Linked DNA regions of Mus musculus: all the other regions are linked to region 1. A link is a contact called in public Hi-C and promoter capture Hi-C data. All regions are on one chromosome and are shown on one strand. Each heading gives the region's core, a stretch centred on a gene start, on an enhancer-like site or on the middle of the called end of the contact. The rest is flanking DNA. Distances are from core to core; before and after follow the strand shown. Region 1 holds the start of 1700125H20Rik (RIKEN cDNA 1700125H20 gene). Region 2 overlaps Bcas3 (breast carcinoma amplified sequence 3). Region 3 holds the start of Car4 (carbonic anhydrase 4).

Region 1 (3,189 bases), core at 207-2,706:
ACTAATTTTCTTTTCCCACAAAGACTGTGAGGTTAGCTACCATTTCCTCTGGTTATAACTGAGAACTCCCAGGCACAGAAAGAATTCTGTGACTCCTCAGGGGGATGGGCAACAACCATGTTTCCTTTCTTTTCTTCTTCTTCTTCTTCTTTTTTTTTTTTTTTTTTTTTTTTTTTTTTTTTTTTTTTTTTGGTTTTTTGAGACACAGTTTCTCTGTGTAGCCCTGGCTGTCCTGGAACTCACTCTGTAGATCAGGCTGGCCTCGAACTCAGAGATCTGCCTGCCTTTGCCTCCTGAGTGCTGGGATTAAAGGTGTGTACCACCATGCCCGGCCCATGTCTCCTTTCATTTGGACATACCGAGGTGCCAGGCCAATGTCTATGCATCTCTAAATGTTAGCATCATGGCATGCATGAAGGGCACCCGGTAAAGGGTGGTGGTGGTAACAAGGGACTTGTGACACAAAGTGAAGCAAAGGGAACTGAAAACTAGTGGTGACAAAGGGTCTGAAATATTACTGATTTAGCACAGGATTATTAGACTGGTGTTAACTGGGTTTGAAACTTAAAGTTTCTTGTCTTTTTTCATTTTTGTTTGCTTGTGTTTTGGGATTTTTGTTTGTTGTTTAGGATTTTTTGTTTGCTTGCTTTTTTTCCTCCCCCAAACAATGAAACCACTTTCTCTGTGCAGCCCTAGCCGTCCTGGAACTCACTCTGTAGACCAGGCTGGTCTTGAATTCACAGAGCTCCATCTGCCTCTGCCTCCTAAGTGCTAGGGTTAAACTCACATTTTCAAAGCCTCTCAGAACAATTGGATTACTTGCCGTTGGAGTTCAGGAGAGGAAGAGCCACACTCAGAGCACTCTGAAGGGAAGCTAGGTAAAGTAGGTACAGGACAGGTTCCCCCCAACTGTAGAGAGTGGGGGACTTTGGCTAACTCCATAAACACAGCACATAACTGAACAGAGACCGTAACACATACGTGTGCTCACATGGACATGGGTAACCCTTTATAACTAATGATCAAATGGGACTTCTCACTGTCTTGACAGAAACACAGCTTTGATAAACACGTTTCCTACTTGCTTACCCCTGCTTTGCGGCTCTGGGGAGTCAAACCCAGGACTAGGGCAGGCAAGCTCTCTACTCCTGAGCTACACCCTGGCCCAACTGTCTGAAGGAATTGTGTTCTCTTGTTCTTTGGGGCTTTTGCCAACCCACATACTCCACCATTTTCTCATCTTGTCTCCTTCCTTGAATTTCATGTTCGTGGCTTTCCAAAACCAGCCCTTCCCTGGTTCCCTCACATCCCAGCCTCACTTCACCTTCTCTAGTGGCTTGTCTCCTTCACCCCCTTGCCAATCTGAGGCTTCCATCTCAACAGCTGGGTGGGCAGACACCAGGATAGCACAGTCTCAGGTTCCCCACAGACTTCTAACTTACTGCTTCTGTGACCTGAGTGCCCCAGGTAGTGGGCAGGTTGGCTCCAGAACTCGGAGCAAAACCATGGCAACTGCCAACACAGAGCTCAGGCCCCTCTCTACCCTGTTCACTCATGCCTCAGGGTGGCAGCCAACTATCTCCTTCAGCTGGGATCTGGACTAGGTAAGTCAGTGAGCCACGTGTGCTGTCCCCCCCACCCCACTTTTTTTTGGGGGGGTTGTGTGTCAGTGCTTACAGCTGACTAGGACCAAATGGCACACCTCTGGCCAGAAGCTATTGATTTTAAACCTCGGTAAAGTTTCTGAAGTAATTTTCCTGGATGGACACCACTCCGCAGTTATTCCGGAGGCTTATTGAGAGAGAAAGTGTGTGTATTGGGGGCGCGGGGGCGGGGAGGGGAGAGTTGTAACAGTCTTTTCCAGAACAAAGGACTAAAAGGTGTGCTGAAAGAGAGAATGGAATATAATAAATCTCTACTGAAATACACTGCTAGCGCCCTGTAGCCATCTAGTTAATAAATGATTGTGTGGAGTGATGTTTGGGTTGCTTTAAGGGCACTTACAAAAGTACCAGCTGGCATGTATTTCATTAATCTCACCAAAACCTTCCTGGGAGTAGGTGCCAAGTAGTGACCCTGTTTCATAATGAGCCTGGGTAGCCGAGGTCCTATCACTTGCCTTAAGTCAGTGGCCACTGAAACAGAAGTAAGGCTTTTGGTTGGATTCGGAGTGCTCTGGCTTCTCCAGCATGCCAGCGGGAGGCCGGGGCGACCGAGCAAACACTTATCAGCAGTGTCTTGAGCTGCAGGCATGGTTCCGGCTGATGGGTGCTCAGCCGCTCGGTCAGGACAAGCTTTGTCCCTAGCAGGGCACCAGCGCCCCCTCGTGTCTTTCCCCAGCTAGCGTAGCGAGTTGCCCGGTGTAAAAGACCGTTGCAGCTGCAGTTTATCCATTTAAGCCATGTTTCCCCTGGAACGCTGGGTTCCATCTCCAGGGCCTCTTGGATGTCGCTCAGTTTGATCATGTTCTCCCTATTCTTTGGTGGCCTCTGGGTCAGCCAATAGAACTTCCCTCTGTCCATCTAGCCTCACAGGTCAGGACATGGCAGCTCTTACCAGCTCCAAGGCTGGACAGGCCAGGAGACCCTGGGGTTTGGGGCGAGTTCCTTTTCTGTCCAGAAATAAACTATTCTCTGTACTATTATGTTTAGCAAATTGTGGAGAGGAGATGGGGACAATCAAAGTCCCTACTTCTCTGCTTCACTTTGGAAGACCTGCTCCCTGAGGATTATTTCACAGCTAAGGACAACCATGTTGGTAAGAGGAAGGCAAAAGAAAGCCTCCTAGACACTCTATAAAATTGTCAGTAAACAATGTGTTTGAAAATGTAGAACATGCATTACCTCTGTCCATCCTGGGGAGAGCCTTAAGGAGAAAAAAATTGACAATAGTGGCATTCTGAAGATGTCACTAGGATAAATAAAATGTTATGTCACATATCTGTCCCCCGTGTCCAAGTGCTATTCTACGCCTAAAGCTCCTGAGCTGAGAGCAGCAGCATGTGCACACGGTTCCGTTTTTGAATATGCACTAAAAAGGTGTTGGAGTATATGCTCCAAAAGCCCCCAGGGGATGGCCCTCATTCTGCTTCCTCTGTCCTGCTGCTAAGCTGGCCAGGGCGGGACCTTGTAATAGTCGTGTCCAGGAAGGCACAAGACCTAGGACTGTTGTAAGGTCAAGGCCAGTCTG
Region 2 (3,189 bases), core at 180-2,679, 220 kb before region 1:
AGCCCAGACAGTGCTACAACAGCACCACCTACCCAAAGGCTCTAAGAAGTCAGAAAGCAGGCCTGGGTTGCAGGGCTCCACAAGCCTTTCATTTCGGTAACAAAATCCATGAGCAAAACACAGTGGGGCTCTCAAGTCTCCATCTTATAACAACAGATAAGAAGGAAACTGTTTAATAAAAAACTGGAAGAAATTATTTGGTGAAATCTTCCACCCAATGCAGCAATCAAACATTTTTCTGAAATCTTAAAATGTACCACTTCTTTGGTTTCTAGACACACATATATGAATGGACTAAGAAATGGTATTGCCTACTTCTATTAAAGATGTGTTGTTAAGTTCTGAGTCTCCACCTCTTGAGAATAAACAAAGAAGGGCAAAGCAGAGAATGTTGAGTAAGCAATTACATTTTGAAAATACAGTAAAGATAAAAAAATAAGTCTATTTTCATAGAATTAAAAATAAGGTAAAACTTACAGTTGTAATAAGAAGGGTAATGAAAAATCGCACTTGTGAAATTTACACACATAACAAACTACAATGTGAACACGAAATCTCCTGTTCTGTGCTTTCATTTCCATGGGCCTGAGCAGGCATTTGTGGCTCGATCTAACAAAATTCTAACGTTAAAAAATATAATCTTATTACCCTGAGCCTCTGTGCTCCAATATACTATTGTTTTAAGATCTCTCAACATAATTGCAATACGTTTGTCCTCACTGAATTTAATACACTAGAGCAGAAAACATAGAAAAAATCCAAACACATGAAGCTTTACAATAAAACAATTTTCAAAACAAAGCAACCTCCTTATTCTAACCTGAACACATCTTTACATGTACAGCAACAGGTGAGAACAAAAACCAGGAGGATAACAAAAATGCACCCCCACATTCACTGCGGGAGCCCGCACTGAGTTGGGGAGCTGAGCTAGAATCCTCAGGTACAGCCTAGGAAAGGGAATGGAGGAGGCACTGTGCCATACACAGAGAGCTGGGGACATCCTAGACGCCTGACTCTATGCTGCTGAAATCAGAAGCATAGTTCTAACTGCAGAACGTAAGTCGCAAGTATCAGCCTCCCGGGAAAGAACCCTCCAACCATCCGTGAAAATCCTACATGAGAACAACACTGCGCGCAGACAGCACTACTCGGCATAGCCAGACAGGGCCTTCACATCAGAAAGCACACAGACGGGGATGGCTCCCAGCTGCCTCTAATACTTTCATCCAGCATGTTCATGGGTAACTTTGCTTTCAAATAAATACCAAAACAAGGTTAACTCAGTCAAAACTACTTTTGGGTTTCCCAGAAAAAAAGATCTTAGAAAATGGCAAAGAATCTCAATGAGGGAGAGCGTGTGGCCTGAAAAGTGAGCTGCAAGCTTACTTCTAAACTGAACAGCAGGGGCACGAGAGAGTGGACCCAGGACTCCAGGCTGGAGAGGAGGGTACACAGGAGGCCGCTCCCTCCCAGAGTTCCTCCTGGTCTCCGCCTTTGTCCTGCTGGCATTTAATTTCTGATGACAGACTTTTGTTGTTTAGGGCATAAACCGGACGTACCAGTTTGAAGGCACAATAAGGAGAACAAAGAATGATTTGTTCACACTGTAGGAAAAAAAATCTTTTCCAACCATAGAAAATAGCTTTCGCATGGTGAAAATATGCAAATTACATACCAAACTGGAAGGGAGTTGGGGAATACAAGTTTAGAATCTCACAACTCAACCTAAGGAAAAGGAAATTACAGTGCAAAAGACAGCGATCCACACACAGAATCATCTGGGAGACCTCTGAGAGCCAGCCTGCTCTGAAACCCTGGCGTGTCACGGACAACAGAATGGATCCCGGGTGAGCCCCAGGACACACACAGTGCTCTGCTCTACAGAGACAGAGAACTAGAATCCAAAGACTTTTTTGGCAAACTCTACTGACAGACAGCTTTCTATTTAAAATGTACGTGTCATCAGTTATACATGTACAGGCTAATGAATGTTCCATAAAGCATCTATGCTACTGACATACACCTCAAAAAAATTAGGCTGGTAACAAATGCAGAGGCAGGCGAATCTTGACCACATCTTGGAAGCCAAGCTTGCCTATACAAGAAATTTCACACCAGCTCAGACTAAAAGTTGACACTCTATCTCCAAAAAAATTAATAAATAAAACAACAAAAAGTTACAAGGCTTCAGAAGGCTTGCCACATCCCTCCCCGGTTATAGCCACAATCTTAACTTTCAAGACTGGGCACACATTTGCATTACTGGACACAGTGTAACTGGGGTCATATAGTATACTCTTATAGAACCTCTTCCACATTACTATGATTATAAATTAATTCATGTCAATGAATATGATTACAAGTCTTTCTTTCATTGGATGAAAACACTATGATTTTACATATCCCACCACTGACAGGCCTCTAATACATTTCTAGTTTGGACCCAGCAGAATTCCAGCTTCCTGGCCACCACAGTAACACAAGAGAAAGTTGGACATAATGATACACACCAATAACCCAGCACTTGAATGCTGAAACCTTTGAAATTACAGTTTCAAGGGCAACCTGGGCTGTGGAACAAAATCTTGTCTCAAAAAACGAAAACCAAACAAAGGCAGCTGGGCTGATGAGCATTACTGTGATCTTACTCAGAAGACCCAAGTCTTGTGTTTCTTGGTCACAGGTTCAGGCTCTGCCTGCTGGACTATACAGAGTGGCATCAAAAATCACCAAGGCGACTTAGTGAGAACCTATCTCAAAAACAACATTGTTAATAAACAGTGCGAGGATACAGCGCAGTGTGGGGATGATTATGTAACGTGAGGCCCTAGGATCAATATCTAATTCCACCAAACAATCGTACAAACAAATCAAGAAAAATTATATAAGAATTCACTAATTCTTCCAGTGGACTACCTGCCAGGCCACCATGATGTCATCTAATTTACAGCAATCTATACCACTTTATTTGTGCTATTTTACAATACTGTACAATACTAAATATCAAAAACTGACAGTAATGGTTCTTTGAGTTTTTAGAAATTGAACCCAGGACCTTGTACACACCAGGAAGGACTCAACCATGAGCCACATCTCTTGCCCTGCAACTTCTTGCTAAACAGACATGCAAATAAACTTTGGTAAAAAGACAACTTGACCTGCTCTGAACCTGCTACAGGAGCAGTG
Region 3 (3,189 bases), core at 375-2,874, 210 kb after region 1:
CAGCAGAACAGGGTATGCCCCGAGCAAAGTCTTCGAACTACCTGGCTAGGAATCTCAGTGCTCCAAAGGGCTGGGATATCCCTTCTCTCTGGGATTTAATGCTGAGGATTTGTTTACCAGCTACCTGTGCACTTTCCAGTTCCGCCAGGACTATGCATGAAGGAAGGTGGTCCTGCCACTAAAATGGGAACTGTTGTGTGAAGAAGTCAGCTGAGATGGAGTCCTACCTACATGGCCCCAGGTCACTGGCCAGGTCTCATGACCTTCTTGTAGAGTGCTTTCTGCCCAGAGCCCAAGGACACTGCCTAAACTCTTATACTCTTTATCCTTAAAACAGCACCCAGGAACACAACTACTAAACCCGGTTTGTAAACGACAGAATACTTTATACGTCTTAACCAACGTGAACAGCTACAAGGCACTGGTTAATTTAAAAACATTTTCCTTTTTACTAAGTCGTTTTAAGTGCCCAACCCCTAGACACACACACACACACACACACACACACACACACTCCGCCCTTTAACATTATATTAGTTGCTCTTTTCCCTCCACTAAGAAGGAGTTGTTGCAAGATGCCTTACATCCTCCAAACTAAGTCCTGCAACGGGGAATACTCTCTCTCCTTCTGGTCTGAGAGACCCCTCACGTCCCCACCGTACGCCCCACTATCCATTCCAGGGCAGAGCACCCAACTCTGGAAGGGAGTTCTGGCCCGTTGGACGGGAAAGCTTCCCTGCGGACTAAGAGATGAAGTCTTCGTGAAGAGCTATGGGGTATTGGAGAAGGTGCCAACCGCTAGAATCGCCTTTAGCTCCTTATCAAATATTAACACGCCTCTACCTCCACCTCCCACCTAGAAGAATAATTAAGAGCTCGGTCTCACCATTAATCTTTAAACGAAAATCACCTTGTCTGGAAAGACCGGCTTGGCCAGGGACTTGGGTCTTAGGATGCCCCCCGCCAGGCTCCCAATCCAGCACTGGGGGAAGGGGAGAAGGGAGCTTGAAGCTCAGAGGGCAGGACCCTAGAGTCAGAAGAAGGGAACACCGGGACCCCAATACATCCAACCTGCTGCGCTTGTTCTGGGTGGGCAACAGTTACCGGTTCAGAGTCTCTGCAGGACAGTCGGCCACTCGCCACCCACGGGCAAACCCAGGAGAACCAAGGTGCGAAAAGGACCGTGGATCCAGGCGGGTCAGAGAAGCATCCTCACCACAGATCACACGAGCGTCCAACACGCGGACACCCCGCGGCCACACACATGCGAGCACACATCCCCCTCTCCCGCAGCCTCCCGCGGACACGTGTAGGCGCCCCCGCTCACACAACCAGGTCCGCTGCAGCCTCACGGTTCCCTGCACGAACAACGCGCAGCCGGAGCGCGCTAGCAAGGGTACCGGGTCCTGGGGGCGCAGAGGGTCACCCGAGGATACCTTCAGTAGAGGGGGCCACGTATGCCAGCGCCAGCAGAGCAAGAAGGAGCTGCATGGTGCTTGAGGGGAAAGACGCTGCCCAGCCTAGGGTCAATCACCAATGAAGCCACCCTAGGCGTCGCGATCATGCTGGTGGAGGCTTTATAGCAGAGCCACGACCTAAGGGAGCCCGGACGGCTAGACGTGGGAGTCGGCTCCTCCTCCTGGCGGAGCCTCTCTTCGCCTTGTCCAGTCTCAGATCGGAAAGAATCATCTCCCCGCCTACCTTGCTACCTTGCTACCTTCGCCCATGGCGAAAAGACCCCTCACCCACTCCGCATCTTCAGGGCTTAGAAGCGGAGTATCCCCACCTTGCCCCCATCCTACTCCTGTTAACTGATTCCGGAAGAAAGATGAGCTATCCTCAGGTACCTGACCCACGGGGTATCTTCCCAGACTCGTAACTTCCATCATGCTGCCACCAACTGTTCAGGGTCTCCTAGTGTGTCCTTGTAATAAACTTGATTTGGGGCAAGATGGAGCCAAATGGTCTCAGGGAGACGGAGAATCGAGACGGTTGAAAGCTTTGCAATGCTGTTTGTTGAAGAGATGCCCGGTGAGAGGCTCTTTGAGGAAGCGGTAGCTGACGCTCCAGTCTCATCTTTTTCCTTCCTGGCTATTCCAAACTTGATTTTGTTTTGCGTTTTCTTTCTCGGGACTGGAGATGATGGTTATGATGACGACGACGAAGATCCTCCTCCTCCTCCTCCCCACCCCCACTCCTTTTCGTTCCCTATTTCTCATACTAGGCAAGCACTCTACCACTGAGTTACATCCAAACTCAATTTTAAAGAAACCAAGACCCGTCTTCCTACCTAGAACTAAGCTCCCTAAAACGTGGTTACTGGTGGGTCTTGTGCTAAGCCAAGAAGATGGGGTGGAGTGGAGAGTCGGGGGGCTGGAAAGGGTATGGAATTAAGGGGATGGGAAAGTGAGGAGGGGGCACGGAGACACAGTAGAAAATTGGTTTACTAGAAAAGCCCACGATGTCATAGGGGAAAGGACTGGTGCTTTTGAGATCTGATGACAGTAGATGACAGTTGGGGAAGAGAAAAAAAACTAAGGATCTGGATATATCCCTAATTCTCCCATCAGACAGGAAGAGTCCTCAGCAAAGAGTAAACGGTCTCCCATATCTGGGAAATGGATCTGGCCTCACTTCCAGGCAAGCACTACTTGTTACTCTCTGTGGAGGTCCCTTACATCTCACAGATGGGGAGTCTGCGCATCCCTGGGGAGTTTCTAGGACAAGTCTGGGGAGATGAACAAGGAATAGCAGTACACCTGGACTCCTCCATCAACAGGAAGCCCTATTTTTCTGGTCCAGCTACTTCCCTATCCGTTGCCAAATTCTCTTCACATCACCCTCTCCCTGCCCCAGCACCAGCCTTTGAACCTCTGTAGGGGAACGACTCCATCAGAACAATCCAAGCAAAGGAGCTTCCTCCCTTCTTGAGTCTGGCCTGCTCCTCTCTCTGGCCTAGGATCACAGCCTACACCGGCAGCTTTGATCCTACAGAGAGGTTGGAGGAGGGTGTCCTCACCAGGCTTAGGGTCTCATTGTCTGCTTCTGCTCTGGAATTTAACCTCTAACCTGGGATCCTGGCATTCCACGCTCTTTGAGCCTTATTTGAAGAGTGGATTTGTGTTTGTGGGGCTGACAATGTCCCTTTTAGGAATGACAGAGGAGGAGTTAAGGATCTAGGCTGTCTCT

Evidence for each region. Promoter capture Hi-C pulls out the DNA fragments that hold promoters and counts their contacts. A called contact is a pair of places that touch in the nucleus more often than the background predicts.
Region 2: a contact with region 1 is called in a Hi-C map of embryonic stem cells, with 3 times the contacts expected there. The contact joins the enhancer-like site here to the promoter of 1700125H20Rik in region 1. A contact is called at or near these places in 2 of 484 Hi-C or Micro-C datasets (both in embryonic stem cells) and 2 of 9 other capture datasets (adipose tissue and pancreatic islet).
Region 3: a contact with region 1 is called in a promoter capture Hi-C map of liver. The contact joins the promoter of Car4 here to the promoter of 1700125H20Rik in region 1. A contact is called at or near these places in 11 of 39 promoter capture datasets (the 3T3-L1 cell line, 3T3-L1-derived adipocytes, the C10 cell line and 7 more), 1 of 484 Hi-C or Micro-C datasets (embryonic stem cells), 6 of 115 datasets of contacts at active chromatin or transcription factors (embryonic basal ganglia, embryonic midbrain, embryonic stem cells and 3 more) and 4 of 9 other capture datasets (embryonic stem cells, liver, macrophages and 1 more).

What each region holds. Positions count from the first base shown.
Region 1 is chr11:85,169,363-85,172,551 of GRCm38.p6, reverse strand. 1700125H20Rik (RIKEN cDNA 1700125H20 gene) reads right to left here and starts at 1,456. Exons shown (of 6, transcript NM_028589.1): 1 at 1,325-1,456. The coding sequence starts at 1,375.
Region 2 is chr11:85,391,006-85,394,194 of GRCm38.p6, reverse strand. The region is part of intron 5 of Bcas3 (breast carcinoma amplified sequence 3); the gene reads right to left. Among named protein-coding and RNA genes, the nearest start is that of Bcas3, 39 kb to the right of the region's middle. Within about 2 kb of position 1,429, at least 96 of the 459 cell types and tissues checked have an H3K27ac peak or open chromatin away from gene starts, as enhancers often do. A contact at or near this core is called in embryonic stem cells, where this site is marked.
Region 3 is chr11:84,956,189-84,959,377 of GRCm38.p6, reverse strand. It overlaps Car4 (carbonic anhydrase 4), which reads right to left and starts at 1,624. Exons shown (of 8, transcript NM_007607.2): 1 at 1,437-1,624. The coding sequence starts at 1,491.